Regions from separate parts of the Mus musculus genome. Here region 1 is linked to region 2. Evidence: chromatin contacts called from public HiCAR-type data. All regions are on one chromosome and are shown on one strand. The core of a region is the stretch at or near the end of the contact, and the rest is flanking DNA. Distances in the headings are between cores, read along the strand shown.

Region 1 (2,700 bases), core at 37-2,536, 110 kb before region 2:
ATCTGGACACATGTCACCTGAGGTCACCTGTGTCTGTTTGTATGGAGCTGTCTGGGGCTGGTAGCAAGCTGGTTATATGGGTGTGTGTACACTAAGGATTTGCAAGACAAGGTGAGTTATTCTCTGACCTAGTAACCATTAGTGACTACTCACTAATCCTGGAATTCTGGAAAGGGTGACTGTGCCTTGGAGCAATGACTAGGCTCTGAAGTCAAAGGTAGAGGCAAATATGTCAGTTCCACTGTTGACCTGTGGTAGGTTGGTTTTGAGATCCCATAGTCCTTTCTGCTCAGTGAGCTGCATGGACAAACTGTGATTTCCCCCAAGAGGAAGAAGATTCCGGGGGGGGGGGCGTGGGGGGTGGAGAGAAAGATGGGTGCGGGTATCAGCTACCACAGGCTTCAAAGCCATGCCCACAAATGTCCTTGAATAGGACATATACCCTTGTAGACAGGCAGCAGGACCCCCAGTGCACTGAATCAGGAGCCCCTACAATACACAACCTCTATTTCCCTCCTGCCTGGATTCCTGGGCAGCACTTGGTAAGTTCTCGTTAGAAAATAAGCTTATGGGGTTTAGGCAGATGGTTCAGTCAGTGGCGGGCTTGGCACGTGAGCATGAGAGCTGGGCATGGTGGCACTTGTTTATAATCCCAGTCCCTGGCAGGCAGAGACAGACAGATCCCTATGTAGCTGAATTGGTGAGCCCCAGGCCAGTGAGAAACCTTGTCTCAGAAGAACAAGATGGATGACTCTAGGAGTCTCACCTATCATGCTCCTGGGGCTCCTGTGACTTGTTCAGTTGCTGAGGGAGTGCCCTGCCTCTCTGGGGATGGGGACAGTTACAGTCTGGCCTATGGGCGGCCCACCTCAGCACTCACACGTCCCCTCCCTGCTTCTGTCTGTTTTCTGAAACTGTAACATAATACCTGAACCAGGTATTTGTTATAAAGAAGGGAGGCTGGGATTCAAGAGCAGTGCTGACCTGTGCTGCACATGGCACTGGTACCACATGGTGGAGTCTGCCCTGGGGGTTATGGAGAAAGAGTCTCCCAGCAACAGGGAAACACACCAGGCAGGGATACTAGCAAGGTCATTTTTCAGAGGTGCCAGCGTGCCGAATACAATGTGAAAGGAGGTGCAAGAGAAAGCCAGAAAGAGTCTGCCAGCACCTGAGGGACACTGGGAAGCTGCTTGTCCTGTCAGCATGTGTGGCCACCCCATTGTGGGCTACTGGTACTGGACCATGAGCCTCTCTGCCAGCTTAGAGGCTGGGCTGCAGAATGAATGCTGATAAGGAAAGCTTTGGCAGCACAGCCCCCTACAGATTCCCAGCAGCTCTGGAGAGGCAGCCCTTCCTCCACGGAGTAACAGTTAAGGTCTTGCAGGAGTATTTCTTATCACCAAATATTTAAACAGAATTGAAGAGAATTAACGCTGTTTTCTTCGTCTCTCACTGTCCAGGATCTGTGGTTCTTGTCCTGCCAGGCAGAGCTGTTCCGTGGAAATGTTTTCCCTTCTAGCACTTCCCGGAGTGGACTTGAAGCAGGGCGGGCGGGTGGGGTGGGGGTGGGGGGGATGTGAAGGGGAGTGGTGGGAATGTCTGTCTAAGGCAGTGTTGCTGAGTAATGCTATGTTTTCCTGGGAACCTTCTTCAAGGAGTGACATGGTCCAACTTTATCGTTAAAATGCAGAAATATACCAGTATTATAACCTTCTCCCTGTTATTCACAGGGAGGAGATAACAGCAATTTTGAGCTCCCAAATGCTTGCTTTCATCAACCCTGCTAGCTCAGACACTCTGTCCCGTGAGGCTGTTCCCGTTTCTTCTCAGACCTCCCTCCAGCCCGGCAAAGCATCCTGTTCATTCTTTTGGATGTGTGGGGAAAACAGTCAACAACTCCTGGGAAAGCAATTTAATGTGTGTATGTGTGTGTGTGTGTGTGTGTGTGTTTAAAGGGATAGTAACATCATCTGTGGAAAGTGGAGGGAGCCGCTACGGATGTCATGTGGTGGTGCGCCGTCTCCAGAAGCCTCGGCGGCTAGTGAGGGACACAGAGTTGTTTTGGCAAAGATTCGACAGCATCAGCTTGTTTGAGAGACACAACAGCAAAACACCACATGTCTGGGGGCTGCAGCGGCCTCCTTCATGGAGGGTCTGGTGCTTCTTCAGGATGCTGCAGCTGTGTGTTGTGACTTAGGAATGCTGGTCTGTTCCCATGGCATGGTGGCTCTGGGGATGGCTGCGGTAGGAGGTGGGGGTTTGGGAGGTGTGTCTGATACGTTAACACAGGTGCAGGCCCTTGAGGGGAAAGCTAATTATTTGAAAAGGAGCCTCACTGGTGGGTGGTGGGGTGGGGGCTTTCTAATCCAGAGAATACACAGCATGGCTGTGGCAATTCATCAGGAGCTGGGGCATCTCTTCACATTTCTCTGAGACTCCAGCACCAGCGTGACCATGTCCAGACCATGTCTAAACCGTCACAATGACTCTGGCTAAAGACATAAGAAGATGGGCCCCAGCTTTCAACTTGGCCTCAGGCAGATCTAATAAGATGTTGAGGAAGTCTCAGAGTCCTCGGAGGATGTGGATGCTGTTCTCCTGGGGACCGGTCCTCTTCCCTCACCTGCCCTTCCCGAGGTCATCATGGTTTTGGGCCCTTTGTGGCTTGTCTTCATGTGTGGAAAAGGGAAAAAAAGC
Region 2 (2,955 bases), core at 171-2,670:
CACGTTGCAGGGATGTCAAACAGTATTGAACAGAGCTGTGAGCCAGGGTCTGCTGCTGGCACAGCACTTGGTTCTTCCAGACAAACAGGCCAGTTTCCCAGGATTTTGCAAGCAGCAGATGAGACCTGAATGATCACACACCAGATCTTGGCAGGGATTTGCTGTCCCTGTTTGCAAGATTGTCCCAGATTGGATCACAATGTACATAGAGATGGCTCTGAAATTCCCTCAGAGAACAAATTCCTCAATACAACTCTTCATCTGGAAATTTACCTAGCCACCCCCACCCCCGTCCACAAAAATGCTAACGTTTTTAAACTTGAAGGTGCATCAGAGGGGCCAGATGCAGTAGCAGACACATCTGTAAGCCCAGCATTCTTACAGTGAGATGGGAGGCTAAGACAAGGAGCCACAGAAGCGTGAGGGTCAGCTAGCCTTGGAGTGTGCAGTAGGGGACAGTAAGAGTGTCTCAGGCAAAAAGTCCCTGTATGGTTTAATAGGACCAGCAGAGGTTGTCCTGTGATCTCCACCCATGAGCTGTGGTATGCTTCCTCAGCCATGTTAATAAAGAGGGCAAGAATAAAAACAGTGATCAGCTGAACAGATTGGTGTTACCATTTATTTGGTGCATCCCAACACCCTGCTAGCATCTCTGTTTGCTTTGTGTCTGCACGCTCCACTCCTCTCTGGGGGGACGGAGAGTGCAAGGGGACTTGATTTTACTCCAGGGTGCACGTTTAGCATGGAAGCCACGGCTGCCTGCAGCAAGCAAGCAGGAGGGTGGAGGAGACTGTAGCCTCTGCTGGACACTGTGAATCGGTGCTTGTTCTGTGCTTACAATGAACATCATCACCATAGAAACCTGGCAAGAGCTGTGTAAGAGTCTGCAGCCTTCGCCAGATGAATGTTTTGCTGTTAGGATTTGCTGTGGTCCTATTAAATCATACGGGGTGTTTTTCTGCCGGGCAACAGGCGCTGTCATAAAATGCATCCATCATCAGATCCTCACGCCACCCGTTGACCAGCCCCATGGTGCGTGTTGACATAAGCGGGCTGCAAACGGCACCCACAGCTGCAGGCTTGTGACAGGGACTCCCTTGCAACAGGTGTATGCTTTAAAGGACCCTGAACCTGGATTTACAGTGAGGCCAGCTGCTGCCTTTGGGACTGACCATTTGTCATCTCTAGATGGGTCACCCTCCTAAAAGACTAGCTTGTTGGAAATTCTATCCTCACCCATGGGACCCTGTCATAATTTTCTTTTTGCTGGCTTCTGCTAGCAGGGAGAAAAGAAGCTGAACAGCTTGCCCAAGCTTTAAGTTACAAAATCAACCAAACAAAACACTCACTTAGACCAGGCAGTACTGAAACATTCCAGAGATCTGAGAGTCCCAAGGTTGGTTAGGAACAAGGTCCTTGCCTCCTCTGGCAGAGTCCAGAGGTGACACCCAGCTCTGCTTTGTACAGCAGAAAGCATCAGCTCTGAACACCATGGCCCGCTAAATGTCCTCCACAAGAAAAATATTGTGGGCAGTTTCTATTCTGGGAGGAACTTTTGGTAAACAAAAACTTTATCCGGGTGCCACTCATCACTGTACTGAAGAAGGGGAAAAGACTTGAAATAGCCAAGTGGACGATTTTGGTTGGCTCAAAGCCCGAGTTCTTCTACCAGCTTGGGTACTTTGAGACCCACACTCACAGAGTGCTCTTGGAGCTTCCTGACAAAGTTTAACTTGAGTGGCGCAGGCATGTACAGTTTTCTTTCTCAAAGTGAAAGTGACACGTGTTCAGAGGAGACCAGGAAGACGTAAGAATGTAAATCAATAAACGGTTTGCAGAACTGACCCACAACCTCCTGACCTATATATAACTGAAGGCCTACTGACTTGCGGTGTTCGTTCCTCTTGCAGAGAGACTTAGAGAAACAAGAGGAAACATTTGGAAGCTGGGGATCCAATTAATGAGGATTAGAGTCAGGTCTGGAAGTCCAGATGTCATAGCAACAGAATTAGGGTTAGGTAACATCCAGCTATATTGTCTTTCTCTAAGAAGCCTGGAGAGGCCAGAGGGAAGTGACGACCTGGGAAGGTGTGCTCTACCTAGGATCCCTCTGTCCTTTACATCGGTGGCTCTTGGGGGCTGAGGATGACCTTAGAGAACCTGCCTAGCATGCGTGAGGTCCTGAGTTCAATCCCCGGCACTGGAAGTAAAACAACTTACAAGGTCCAGCCAGAACTACTCAGCCTCCTTCAGTGTCAGGCACACACTTGCAGAGATGTATACAAGAATGCAGGGGGCTTGGGAGATGGGTCTCCATCCAGTGGGGAGCCCCAATCCCTAGGTTTGTGGTGTGGAGCTAGAGAGTCTTATGTCTCAGAACCTGCAGCTGCAGGGGTCTCAGAGTTCAACAGGTAGGGAGAAAGAGCCTCTTGGGCTCCAGCTCCCTTGGCTGACAGGGCTCTCTCACACAGAAGAGTTCACGCCTGGGCTGCTAATTGGATGGGTGTAGACCTTAGCTATCACAAGAGGATAGGCTAAGGGTCTCGTGGCCTCTTTCCTTCTTTAGGAAATTGAAATTACAGATCTAGACTAAGCCTCAGATGAATAGGAGTGTCCATCTCTGCACATGTCTGCTAGGGTGGGGTTGGGGCGCAGCCTCTGGGGCACTAGTTATGGGTCCACAGTGGGGATCCTGAGAAGCCTGGACTCTATCTTTGCGGGAAGCTTCAACCCCTAAAGCAAAGGTAGTATTTGGTCTCGGGAAAGACGCCTGGATGGAATTTGGGGTCCGGGCTCTTTCCTCCAGGCATGGGAGATACAGCACTGAATAAATATAGACAGGACTTGTGTTCTTGGAAGGATTTATTTTATTGTTGTTCTGTTTGTTCATCTTTTTTATTTATTTAAAGTCTTGCTATGTAGCCTTAGATGATTTAGAACTCACTGTGGACCAGA

The links. HiCAR-type assays count read pairs that join an accessible place to other places.
Region 1: a HiCAR-type map of astrocytes shows a contact between it and region 2, with 8 times the contacts expected there. The contact joins two enhancer-like sites. A contact is called at or near these places in 5 of 484 Hi-C or Micro-C datasets (B cells, nephron progenitors, neurons and 1 more) and 5 of 115 datasets of contacts at active chromatin or transcription factors (CD8 T cells, astrocytes, large pre-B cells and 1 more).

The regions. Positions count from the first base shown.
Region 1 is chr13:52,044,930-52,047,629 of GRCm38.p6, forward strand. No RefSeq gene overlaps it. Among named protein-coding and RNA genes, the nearest start is that of Gm40948, 37 kb to the right of the region's middle. Within about 2 kb of position 1,287, at least 31 of the 459 cell types and tissues checked have an H3K27ac peak or open chromatin away from gene starts, as enhancers often do. A contact at or near this core is called in astrocytes and uterus, where this site is marked.
Region 2 is chr13:52,154,206-52,157,160 of GRCm38.p6, forward strand. No RefSeq gene overlaps it. Among named protein-coding and RNA genes, the nearest start is that of 4921525O09Rik, 59 kb to the left of the region's middle. Within about 2 kb of position 1,421, at least 116 of the 459 cell types and tissues checked have an H3K27ac peak or open chromatin away from gene starts, as enhancers often do. A contact at or near this core is called in astrocytes and uterus, where this site is marked.